2 separate regions of the Mus musculus genome follow, and region 1 is linked to region 2. A link is a contact called in public promoter capture Hi-C data. All regions are on one chromosome and are shown on one strand. Each heading gives the region's core, a stretch centred on a gene start, on an enhancer-like site or on the middle of the called end of the contact. The rest is flanking DNA. Distances are from core to core; before and after follow the strand shown.

What was found. Capture Hi-C pulls out chosen DNA fragments and counts their contacts.
Region 1: a contact with region 2 is called in a promoter capture Hi-C map of liver. The contact joins the promoter of Ttc3 here to the promoter of Morc3 in region 2. A contact is called at or near these places in 4 of 39 promoter capture datasets (the 3T3-L1 cell line, cranial neural crest, maxillary cranial neural crest and 1 more), 2 of 484 Hi-C or Micro-C datasets (both in embryonic stem cells), 3 of 115 datasets of contacts at active chromatin or transcription factors (epiblast stem cells, extraembryonic endoderm stem cells and microglia) and 2 of 9 other capture datasets (adipose tissue and liver).

What each region holds. Positions count from the first base shown.
Region 1 is chr16:94,368,557-94,375,012 of GRCm38.p6, forward strand. Ttc3 (tetratricopeptide repeat domain 3) reads left to right here and starts at 2,183. Exons shown (of 46, transcript NM_009441.2): 1 at 2,183-2,305. It overlaps Pigp (phosphatidylinositol glycan anchor biosynthesis, class P), which reads right to left and starts at 1,994. Exons shown (of 5, transcript NM_001159618.1): 1 at 1,810-1,994; 2 at 1,533-1,636. The coding sequence starts at 1,874.
Region 2 is chr16:93,828,514-93,834,524 of GRCm38.p6, forward strand. Morc3 (microrchidia 3) reads left to right here and starts at 3,608. Exons shown (of 17, transcript NM_001045529.3): 1 at 3,608-3,835. The coding sequence starts at 3,797. It overlaps Gm30881 (a long non-coding RNA gene), which reads right to left and starts at 4,579. Exons shown (of 3, transcript XR_876266.3): 1 at 4,338-4,579.

The DNA of each region.
Region 1 (6,456 bases), core at 933-3,432, 540 kb after region 2:
ATGAAGTGTTACAGAGCTTTGTATGCCAAGACTGGAATACAGTAACTCCTGAAGAGATGGTTTGTGCTTTCTGTAAGCTTCTGGTGCCGAACAAAGATGCTTACAGAGATCTTTTCCTTTCTGCATGGTAAGTTGTAGTATTAAAAGATAGCACACAGCAGCACAGCACATGAGGAGGGCTCTTCCTGCTCCTTAATCTCCTCCACCCTATCCCTGTTTTGCTTCCTGGATATGTTTTACTTATCTGTCGTCTCCAAGTATGCAGAAAGCTCAAATGAAGGCAGACAAGGTTTGGTTATTTTACCTTTCCCTGGCCTCTAACACTGTCTGATACATAGTAAGTGCTCAGTAAATTCTTCAATTAGGTTTTGGTTTATCTAACATGCTTGTAGATTCCAATCCTTAAAATCCTCTTTGAATAGTAATTTATAGAAATAAAGGGCAGCTAATGTTTATTAAGCAGCTTCTTTGCATAAATTACCCAAGTTAATACAAGAGTCAAAGGACTTCAGTAGAGTGAAGTCTGCCAGTATACCTGTTCTAATTCCAGTCCTGTTGCTATTTGGCTTTGATCAAGTTACTTAAATTCAGTATTCCCATCTTTAAACTGAGGAAGCAAGGCAGCACCTACTTCACAGGTTCACTTCATGCAAAACACAAAGCTCTCAGGCCAAACAATGATTCCACGAAAGAGCCAGTAACTGTAGCTTCTTCATCCCACTACACTACAGCTAAGCTAGTACTTTTCACTTAAGAATTGGGAAGGATACCTCCACATAGACATTCTGATTTCTATCAAGGACCAGGTTGGATTGTGGGCATTCAATTTTCTACCACTTGATTGCCTCATATCTTCCAAACTATTTGAAGAGGGACTTTGGTTCTGTTTGTTGAGTTGGTCATATTAAGTTTGTTTTTGTTCTTTGTTTTTGTTTTGTTTTGTTTTGTAAGCCTCAGTGGCCTCATCTACAAAATGGAACATTGTGGGCATTAATGCAGATCCCAGACGTTAAGGGTACATTCTTACACCTGACTTCTCTGGCCCATTATCTTCACTCTTCAGCTACAGCATGCTATCCTGGAGCTATAAGCATCTCACTTCCAAACCTTCACAGGCCTTCACTCAGAGACTCTATCCATGGTCCTTCCTGACTTATTCTGATAGAACTGCCAGGGAGTGGCCTGGAGGTAGCTAACCCCAATTTCTAAACCTTCCAAGGCTCTTCCAGGGCACTCATCATGCTCTCTGAACTGTGGGTTTACTATGCTTCTCCACATGACTATGACCTCAAGGATTGGGGCCAGGTTTTATTCACATTAGCATCAAGCCTAGTGCTAAATAAATATTGGAGAGTTCATCTAGAACTGCATACATAAACTGAGCAAACAAACGGTACCCCTTTTAGGACTCGTGAAGAGACACAGGTAGAAAGAATCAACAGTTCATGTGTGTACGTTCTAAGGACAAACACATTATTTCCTGGTTCTCAATACCATTAAGGGCCTTGGCCATCCATCATTCCAGTACTTACTGAAGCCAAATTGTGAGCTTAGGAAAAGAACAAAGCCATAAATCGCTCTTTCTGGCAATGGCGACGGTGAATTTTCCACCATCTTCCCTGTGGCTTTAGACAATCTGTGGAAAAGGAACACAATCGTCGTCAGACATCTCCCCCCGCCCCCCTTCACCAATGGTCTGTTACATAATCTCATCGCTTGCTGCGGACACAGCCACTGCGGATGTTCGCGCGCGCGCGCCACTGCAGCTGAGGGGGCGGCGGGAGCGCGCGCTGCGGGGAAAATGCGCACCTCGGACCCTCTGAGGCGAGGAAGGGGCCCGGGCTGGACAGAGGCCCCGAGTCCTGCCCTCTCATGATGGGCCCTGTCCCAGCCTTCGTGAGGCTCAGAGGAAACAGGAGGCCCGGGACCTTGAGTCCTGCGAGCACCGACGCCCACCCGTCCCCACCCTTCAGCCCCACTCAGTCCAATGCGCAGGCGCGGCTCAGCTACCCCCGCAGCGTGGGCGGAAATTAAAAAAAAAAAAAAACCTGAGGAAAAGCAGAGGCTGGCAGGCGCCCCCGCCGCTTGGCGCAGGCGCACCGCGACCGCAGCGAGGGGGCTAGCACGGTCTCACCACCCACCCCACCGAGCTGAGGGGGCGACGCGGCGACTGCGCATGCGCACCCTAAGCCACGTGACCCGCCCGCCTCAGGAGCCGCGGAGCGTTCGCTCTGCGGGTCTGGTTGACGTGGAGGGCCGGAGGCGTCGGCAGCCCGCGTCTGAGGCTCGCGGGCTGCGGGCCCGGGTGAGTGCAGACCCTGCGCGCGGCGGGGCTCACGGAAGCGTCTGCGCGTCCCGCCGCAGCCGAGATGCCCGGGCATCGGGGCGCTCCACACCTCCCTCCGTGGGTGTGTGGTGAGTGTGGGTGTGCGCGTCGCCGCGCGTCTCGCCGAGCGCCCGCGCGCTGAGGGGGTGTGGCCGCCCTTGCCCTTGTGGGTGTGTTCCCTTTGTCCAGTGACCCTCGGGCGTCCTTAACGGTAGAAGGGGGGTCTTTTGTGTGCGCGTCGCCTGGCGTGCGGGTGACATCCCGGGTCAGGTACCCGTTCCCGCGTTCCGAGCGCTCGGGGACGCGCCTCTGGGTCTGCGGCTGGCCCGCTTTGTTCCTACGCTCTCCCTTCCCTACGACGGCGTGGGCGTCCTTCTCATCCTCTGAGGATGGTGGTTCCCCTCCCACCTTTGTCACTGCCTTCCCTGTGGTGTGCGCGCCCCCTCCTCAGCACCCGCGCGCGCCCGCCCACCCGCCGCTGCGGCAGGCTGCAGTGGCAGGCGCGCGCGTGCGTCCTCGAGGGTCCCCAAAGGTGCGCTGTGTAGGGGCCCTGTGGCGTGCGCGGGGTTGGAATTGCGGTGACGCGCGTGCGCGCTGCCCCTGGTCTGTGTGTGCGCGCCTCTCCCCCCCACCCCCACCCCCGTTTCTGGGAGGACCCGGGAGGGACGCAGAGCTGCCCCCCACCCCACCTCCCCACCTGCAGCCTTTTCCTACGCCTGCGCAGGGCTGCTGCTCCGCAGTGCTGGCGACGTCACTGAGGCCTGGGCTGCCATCTCCTATTGGGGAGGGGACAGACTAGGGGGGTGGGGGGACAAAGGACCAAAATGAAGCCGAGGGTGTGTCGGTACCACTGCACGGTACCTTTCTCAGAAGCTTGTAGTTTCCAGACGTCCTTCAGTTTGCAAATTCTTTCCACCGTTTGTGCTTGTGCCTCTCACCAGGCGATGGCTAACACTGGGTATTGCAGGGTGTTTATAGCAGCCTTTTAAAGCTCTGGACTCTGGCGAGGGATCAAGGGAACAGGGTTGAAATCATACAGGTTTTACTGCTCTCTCCGGGGCAGTTTTCTCACAACCACAGCTCTAGTTAGAACACGTTCTTTCAAGAAATGTGTATTTTATTTTAAGAAAAATGGGTTTGTTATACGGTAAAACTCTCCTAGGGATTCAATTGCCACTACTGTGCTTGTCAGGGGTTTGTGCTTTGCGCTCAAGGGCTGCGGATTGTCTTTCTCTCCTGCTCGGTTTTCTTATTGTTGCTTAATTTTCCTTTTTTCTCTTTTAATTTCTGGAATACTTAGAGATTAAACACAGGTAGATCTAACCAAATCAGGCCATTTTGTTTGTTATATATTTATTTTTTTGCCAAATTTACTTCAGATTCTCCAAAACAAACAAAAACAAAAACAAACAAAAAAAAGCTTAAACATTTTTGGAGATGCTGAGAGTTTGAGCCCCTCCTTACCTAGAGATAGCCACTGTGTTCAGGTTTGTGTGTATCATTTCCATGCATAACTTATAATTTGGTAATGGTGAATATATAAACAATACATAGTATTTGTTTTTAACCAAAGTGATATAAAATTGTGACTTTTTGCAACTTGCTTTTTCACTCAGCATCACGTTTTGAGATTTATATATGAATAAATCGAATAATTGTACTTTCTTTGAATTATTATAAATGTTGGTATAGCACTGCATTGTACTCATTTTGATGGACTTTGGAATTGTTTATAGTCTTTACTCTTTAAAACGGTCCTGCAATAAATATCTCTGTACCTGTTTGCTGTGCACACTTTTGGAGTTTCTCTAGGACATACCCTTAAGCATAATTTTGCTGGGTAGTAGAATATATACATCTTCCACTTAACCAGATATGATAGAAACGTTCAAAGTGGTTGTACCAGTTTTAATGGTCACTGATATGGAGAACACCCATTTCCTCACATGCTTGCTAACAAACTTTTTTTTCCTCTTTTTACTGACCATCTTATTTATGACTTTAGCTTTCTGCTAAATTTGCTTAAAAGACTGCCTTTTGTCTAGCCATGTGACAGCAAATGGGTTAAACTCTCACAGCTGGTTGGTTCGGTCTTTAATGATTTTGGTCCTCATAACATTCATTGAAATGAACAGTTATGTTATCTAATGTTGCTTTGGCTGATGTAAAGATAAGATTTCATGGTATGTTATATGTACCTCCCACACAGCAAGTGAACTGATAGAATTAAAAACACTTTAAAGGTATGATGTTTTTCTTTAAATCCTTTCCTCTTTGATGTAGTACTTGATATATTCAGAATACATGTAACTTATTTATTGACAAACTGTGAAGTAAAACAAATGAACACTTACAAGTCTACCAGTGGGACCAAGAATCAACCTAACCAGTATTGAATATTTCACTTTCAGAGGTGATTATCCTGAATTCATGTTATTCTTGTATTTTAAACATTTTTATCAGATTTTTGTGTATCATTTAGCACTGAATTGTGTGTATAGCTTCTGTGTTTGAGTAAAGCACATTATTCTGGGTATAGTCTTCTGAAACTTACTTTCACTAAATGCTGTGTTTCTAAGTAACTAATACTCCGTAGAGATGTAAGCCATTAATTCTTTACTGCTTGTGTAACGATGGATGAATATAATGCGGTTTACTTCTGTTTCTGTTGGTGGGCATTTTGACTGTTCTGTTTTCCCATAGAAATGTAACCAGCACACCCACTTGGAAGAACTATGGTATAGCTGCAAGTAGGAAAGCAAAAGAATAGTTTAAAATGCTGGAAAGGCCTCTTTTAATTCTAGCACTTCCTCTGTCCACTTATATAGAAAGTGGTATAATTTGTTTTTTTCTGTTAATTTTTAGTGTTTCTAATTACTTTTATTCAACTCAATTGTGTGATAAAACTAGCTATAATACCTACAAAGGTTTGACACCTATTTACTTGTGTGGGTATATGTGCCATGGCACATGCAGGGAGCCTGGAGGACACATGTGGATTGGGGATTGGGCTCTGGTTGTCAGGTTTGGTGGCAAGCACTCCTACCCACTGAGCCAACCTGCTGGCCTAGTTATGTATTTGGAAAAACCATAGTTTTACTTTAAAATGTCCTTTTGATACTCTAGAAATTTATCCTTTGCAATGCTGAACTCTTTCAGATATCGTTAGTAGCTCGAGGGAATTACATAAGTTTCAAAAGCATCTTTAGTGCTTTGTGAATAGATTGGAGTACCCAGCATCATGAGTTATTTAGTAGGAGTGGAACTGCTGGTTTTTAGGGGTATGAATGTTCAACTTTATAAAATGATTTCAAACTGGATCTGAAGTGTTAGTACCAGCTTGTGTTTTTACTTAATAGTTTTGTCAGTTTCTATACTTTGATCAGCGTTATATGAGAGTTTTAGGCAACCTGCAGCCTGTTAAACACTTGTTATCTTAGATCTCTTTGTATTTGCCAGTAGTGCAACATGGTGCATCATTGTGGTTAAAATTTGCATTTATTAATGAGATTGAGACTCTTCACATAGCGTCAGGTGTTTCCCTTGTGTGGAAAACATGGCCCTGTTTTTTCACCTACTTTTAAAGAATACTGAATTGTCTTTTTAAGCTGACAAACTGGGAGCACTTTTTATTAAATGTGCATTGAAAAAACTCAGAGCATGTGACACAAGTTTTCAACCACTAAACTACATTGTACAGCCCAATTCTTAATTTTAATATCCAATGAAAATGTCCCCTGCTTTGGACATACTAAGATGTCCACTGTGTTTCTTTTTAGACATTTTTTAAATGATGCATTTCTCACTTAAATTCATAATCCACCTGTAATCAGTTTTTGTGTATGCTGTGAGCTAGTGACTCATTCATCTTGTCACCTTCTCTGTTGTATATATTGAATTTGACTTCTGTTTACCAGAGTTGTAGCATCTCACTTGCCTGCTGAGTGTTTCTGTGTATGGATCTGTTTCTGGCTTGTCTTTTTGTCACCTCATCTTTATCTGTTGGTACCTATTCTTTCTTAGTTATTACCACTGTAGCTTTACCTGAAATCTGGTGTGTTTGTTTTGGTTTGGTTTTTGGACATAGAGAGGGTCATGTTGTGAAGCACAGTATTTGTTAAATGGTGCCG
Region 2 (6,011 bases), core at 2,358-4,857:
CTGGGGGTGGGCTTTCAGGTCGCAGATGTTCAAGCCAAGCCAGTGTTCAACTCTCTTCCTGCTGCCTGTGAATCCAGACGCACAACTCTCAGCAACTTCTCCAGTACCACGTCTGCCCGTATGATGCCGTGCTTCCCACCATGACAACGGACTAAACCTGCAAGCTAGTCTTAATTAAATGTTTTCACTGATAAGAGTTGTGGCCATGGCTTGTATTCTCAGCAATAAAACCCTAAGCCAACTATAGAGAGAAAGCAAAAACCTCTGAGACAGGAGACCTATGACCCTTACAGCATGTTTGCAGAGCACCTATCCCCGGATGTTATGACGCCCAGATGAGGAAGGTATTCCGTCTCCTCTCCTACATGCACTTTTATTTGTATGCAAGAATGTTCGTCTGCATGTATATATTTGCAATTTGTGAATGTCTGGTACCTTGGGAGGTCAGAAAAGTGTGCTGGGTCTCCTGGACTGAAGCTATATCTGTGAGCTGCCATATGGATGCTGGTAACAGAATCCTAGACTGTCTTCTGCAAGGCAGCACATACTCCTAACTGCTGAGCAGTCTCTCCAGCCCTCCTCTGTTCGCACTGACACAGCTCCTTTCAGTGTCTCCTACTTGGCTCTGTCACAGAAGGCCTTTCTGCAGTGAGGAGATGTTCCTTCATGTCTCCTCAAGAAAGAAGAATTGGGACAGGGACCAGGTCATGAAAAGCCCATCGAGTCTTCACTAGTACACTGATATTACATTTTTAAAAATTTTTTATGATTTATTTATTATATGTAAGTACACTGTAGCTGTCTTCAGACACACCAGAAGAGGGCATCAAATCCCATTACAGATGGTTGTGAGCCACCATGTGGTTGCTGGGATTTGAACTCAGGACCTCTAGAAGAGCAGTCAATGCTTTTAACCACTGAGCCATCTCTCCAGTCCCACATTCTTTTTTTTTTTTTTTTTTTTCGAGACAGGGTTTCTCTGTGTAGCCCTGGCTGACCTGGAACTCACTTTGTAGACCAGGTTGGCCTCAAACTCAGAAATCCGCCTGCCTCTGCCTCCCGAGTGCTGGGACTAAAGGAGTGCGCTACCGGCTTCAAGTCCCACATTCTTAAAGCGAACAGAATTCATGAATGGAGAGGTGCCCGATGGCTAATAGCGCTGGCGGTTCACGCTGAGCACCTGTTCCGGTTCCCAGCCCCCATAGGGCAGCTCGCAAATCATCTGTAACTCCACTGTAACTCCACTTCCAGAGCTTCTAACAGCTTCTTCCGGTCTCTTCAGACACTGCACACGTGTGATGCACAGACACGCATTCAGGCAAAACACTCACATGCACAAAAGAAATAAACTCTCACAAAGAATAATGATAATTTTAAAAACCCAAAACAACAACAAGCCGAGACCAGGTCTGGAGAAATGGCTCAGAGGTTAAGAGCACTGACTGCTCTTCCAGACGTCCTGAGTTCAATCCCCAGCAGCCACATGGTGGCTCACAACCATCTGTAATGGAATCTGATGTGTGTCTGAAGACAGCGACTGTGTACTCAAATAAATAAATCTTAAAAAAAAAAAAAAGAGTCGATTTCTGAGACATGTCCTGATATGAAGTCATTACGCTAAATTTGATAAACTAGTTGTTAGGCTGGAACCCCTGCTCAGCCCCTGCACAACCTGGGAAACCCTGTCTGCCCTCCTTCCCCTGACCCCGCCCACACAGAGAAAACTCCCCCTGCGATTTAAGAAAAAAACTCCAGACTAACATGTCATCACTCTGACTGGGAGCTGCCCACACACGGGGTCTTTTTGACTATGTATAGGCACAATCCCAGACGTCATCACCCCGCGCACAAGACCCATAAACCCCCTTGCTTTACCCTGGATGTGCGGCTTAGATCACTGAACCCACCCAAGAGCTGCCTCCTAATCAACCTGTCTTTATTTACTTTTAATCTGATCTAAATTGGCCTATATCTGCCTCACCAAGGGAGAGAAAAAGCCTACCACGTGTCACTACATATTTCATGATTTCACTTAAATCCATGCAGAGTTGCATGGTAGTCATTAGGGGCCGAAAGGGGAGAGTGGAAGATGGATGGCTGCATTGACCTCCATTGTGGGAACACACTGAACGCCCCTAATCTGACCTTTAAAAGGTGAAGTTTACGTGTGTTTAACAACAATAAACAAACAAAATACTGCAGGGAGGTGTGGTAGTGATTCACATCTATAATCCCAGGATTTAGGAGATAGAGGCAAGAGGGTCAGGAGTTTGTCAACCTCAAGTACAAAGCAGACCAGCCTGGGTTACAGGAGGCTCTCTTTCAAAAAGAAAAACAAAGCGATTATGTGGATCTCAAGAAAATGTGGCGAGACAGGCTTTCCTCAGCTGCATCCCGTGGGGAATCCTCTTCCCTGATGAACAAGTATTTGTCCCACCCTAGGCACTGTTTTCCCCGCAAAGACAACCAGACTCGGATGAAACAGGAAAACAAGGCTGACCTGCTTGTTAATCCTGTCAACTTGACAAGATTTAGAATCCCCATGGGAACAAACCTCTGGTCAAATCCACAGGGGAGTTTCTAGACTAAGCTATTTGCAGTTCAGTGGAGAATTTGCGCAGCCTGGGCTGCTGACACTCTCTAGGTTGACTGCACGGCTCACTGACCGGCCATCATGGTTCAACTGTCTTGACAGCCACCTGTTCTGCAAGACTAGACACCAGTTTTGCTTATCTTGTGCCTCTTATTCACTCTTAAAAACAGTGAATACCACAGGTTTTAATTTTACATCCCCTTATTAATTTAAAAGTATTTAAGTTTTTACAAGCCTACAGTTAAAATATGAAGAGAAAACACAGTTGACGTGTAGGAAAAGGAGAGGATCCATCCCATACTGTAGTGTTTAATAGACAGCGGTCTATAATAAAGGATACTAAATTGTTTATCAGCAGAAGATGAACTGAACTTTTTTTCGTTTTGTTTAGTTTTTTTTTGTTTTTGTTGTTTTTTTTTTTTTTTTTTTTTCGAGACAGGGTTTCTCTGTGTAGCCCTGGCTGTCCTGGAACTCACTTTGTAGACCAGGTTGGCCTTGAACTCAGAAATCTGCCTGCCTCTGCTTTCCAAGTGCTGGAATTAAAGGCGTGCGCCACCACTGCCCGTCTGAACTTTTATAAATAAAAATATGACTATCGTTAAGACTGCAGTAAATACTCTTGCAAATCTTTTAACCTTCTCTTTACTTGTACTATTTAGCATCCCTTTCTTGACTAATTTCTACATGCTACTCGCTGCAGTACCGGGCTCCACACACACTGAATTAACGTGTCCGTGCGCTACCACTACCAGGATAAAAGCTGATGATTTTCAGGCAAACCCAAAAAGTAATTATTTTCTTCATTTTGTCCTGTAAGATTCCAGTAACATCATTACCAGCGGCCATGGATTACACTTTTGCAGTGCGATTTTCATCAGAGTTTGCCTAGCTTCTACACATCATTCTTCGCGCCAATCTTCAATCTCAAGGTCCAGCTACGCGAGGCGAGGAGCTCGCGCCCGCCCGCTCACCTACGCATGCGCCCAACGCCTGGGTCCTGCGCGCGCAGCAGGTCAGGCCCGCTCGGGCAAGCCTCTGCTGAGAATCCTAATTCGCCTTTGCCCGAGGCGGAAATGAGTGGGTGTGGCCTGGTGTTGTCGGTTCCGCCCCGGAAGTGGGCGGGGCGTTGAAGCCCGCGGCGGACTCGTAGCCTCCCAGTCGGGCTGCGGCCGAGGCCGGTCCTGGCTTTGTAGCTCACTCAAGATGGCGGCGCAGCCACCCACCGGGATCCGCCTCAGCGCGGTGAGCAGCCGCGAGGGGAGGAGCGGGCCGGGTCCCAGGAGGGCGGGCAGGCGGGCCAGCCAGGAGGTGGCAGTGGGCGGCGGCGACTCAAGGGCTGGCGCGGCGGCCGGGAGGTCGCGGCGGGGCCAAGGGTCCGCCGCCATGTCTCCTCGCTCGGAGGAGCGGCTGTAACGCGCGGCCGGTGCGCTCGCGGCATCTCGGGGCAAGCCGAGGCGGCCTCCCTCCCTCCCTCCGGCTCTGCGGCGCCCGACAGCTGTTGTGGGAGCCGCGCCCTCCGCGACCCGCCCGCCCCGGGAGCAGCCGCCGGGCCTCGTCGGGGCGGCGTGGGCTGCGGTGCAGCGCGGTTCCTGCACGCGTCCGTCCCTGTCGGTCCCGGCTCGGAGGAGCGGAGGCTAGGACTCATCTCCTCCGCTTGCTTGGCATGCCCCTGCCTTTTCGGGCCGAGCCCATTGGTGGCAAACCCTTTGGAGGTGGCTGGGAGTGGTCGCAGAAAAGGACTTACACTTTCGGGTCCAAAACATTGTGGGCGTGGCTTCACCTGATGATTCCTGCAAAGTTTTATTCTCTGCCGGCCCTGAGGTCTTAAGCGGGGAAAGTTACTTCCTTGATGTTTGAAGGATGGCTGCGGTGGCCCATGCCTGGCATCCCCAGCGCTCGGGTGACCGAAGCAGGCAAATTCTAGGACAATTTAGGGAGACAAGGGGAAGTCCTGTCTCAAAGGCAAAAAAAGCGGTACTACTGTGTTATGTAATTTCGTTGGCGAGCGGTAAGGATTTCCGGAGGTTAAAGCACCTCCCGTAGGTGCTCTTCAAGAATGCAGGTCTCCGTCCATTCATTAGGCTACTTCCGTCATTTGGGATGTGATAGCCCCAAGTGTGCATGAAGTGTTACCTAGTTTTATCGCGTCTGCCTTTTTTTTTTTTTGTGAGGTTGAGTATTCTTCACATTTTTTGTTATGTTTTGTTTTAAATTGCCTGTTAGTACGGTTTCCCCCCACACAGTTTATGTGTGTGTGTGTCTTATGCACCTGAAGATGAGGACTTCTGAACCCTCACTGCTAGTTATGAGTTGGCCCATGGGGTGCTGGTAACTGAATCCTGGTCCTCTGTAAGAGCAATTTGTGCTCTTTTGTTTGTTTGTTTGCTCTTTTGTTTGTTGACAGGGTTTCTCTGTGTAGCCCTGGCTGTCCTGGAACTCACTCTGTAGACCAGGCTGGCCTCGAGCTCAGAAATTCGCCTGCCTCTGCTTCCCGAGTGCTGTGATTAAAGGCATGTGCCACCACTGCCCGGCGCCAAAAGAGTTCTTATTCCCAGGATAGTGATAGAAATTATCCTGTGTCAATTATGAGTGACTAAGGTCCTGGAACAGGATTTAGATTCCTGTGAGTAATGGGGGTGGCGGTGGTGGTGAGTGTGTGTCTTGGGTTACCCAACAAGTGGCTGACTTCCTGATTGCCAGGCAAATGTTCTTTATGTTGCTGTATCCCCAGCCTTATAGAAGTCCTAAATCATACAACAAAATAAATGCATAGATGAGTACATTTGCAGAAGTACTGGCTGGAGGGGTCAGGTAGCAAGCAGGCAGATCTTTGCTGGGCCCAACAATACATTTGAGAGTTTTACCTAGCAAAGGGATGCTAGGTCAAATACAGAGTTGATGGTAAGTAGCTCTTAAGAGAGACTAAGAAGTCAGGCCTTGTGGTACATCTGTAATTTTATCCACTGTGGAGGCTGAGGTAGTAGGACTACAAATTCAAGGCCTGCCTGAGCTACAGAGTGAGTTCAAGGCCAGCCTAGACAACCTGTCTCAAAATAAAAAGGAAAGAGGACTGGGCTGTGTTTCAGTGGGAGAGTACTTGCCGCCATGTCTGGGGCCCAAGTTCAACTCCAGCACTTGAGGGCACTAAAGATAGCTCAAGAGAATTTTGGCTGTCATACAACATTCCATTTCTCAATCATGATGTTATGGTTAGCCAAACATATACAAGATCCTCAGTACAGATGGACCTTTAGAGAACTTCCATTCATGACAGTTAGCCTTAGGTGTTGCCACAAGTATTTGAAGTCTCTATTTTGGGTCAGGGATATATCCCAGTGTAATATAGCACACACTTAGCATGTGCTACGGCCCTTGGTTCTACTGCAGTACCAAAAATAAAATACAAATGCTATTTCTT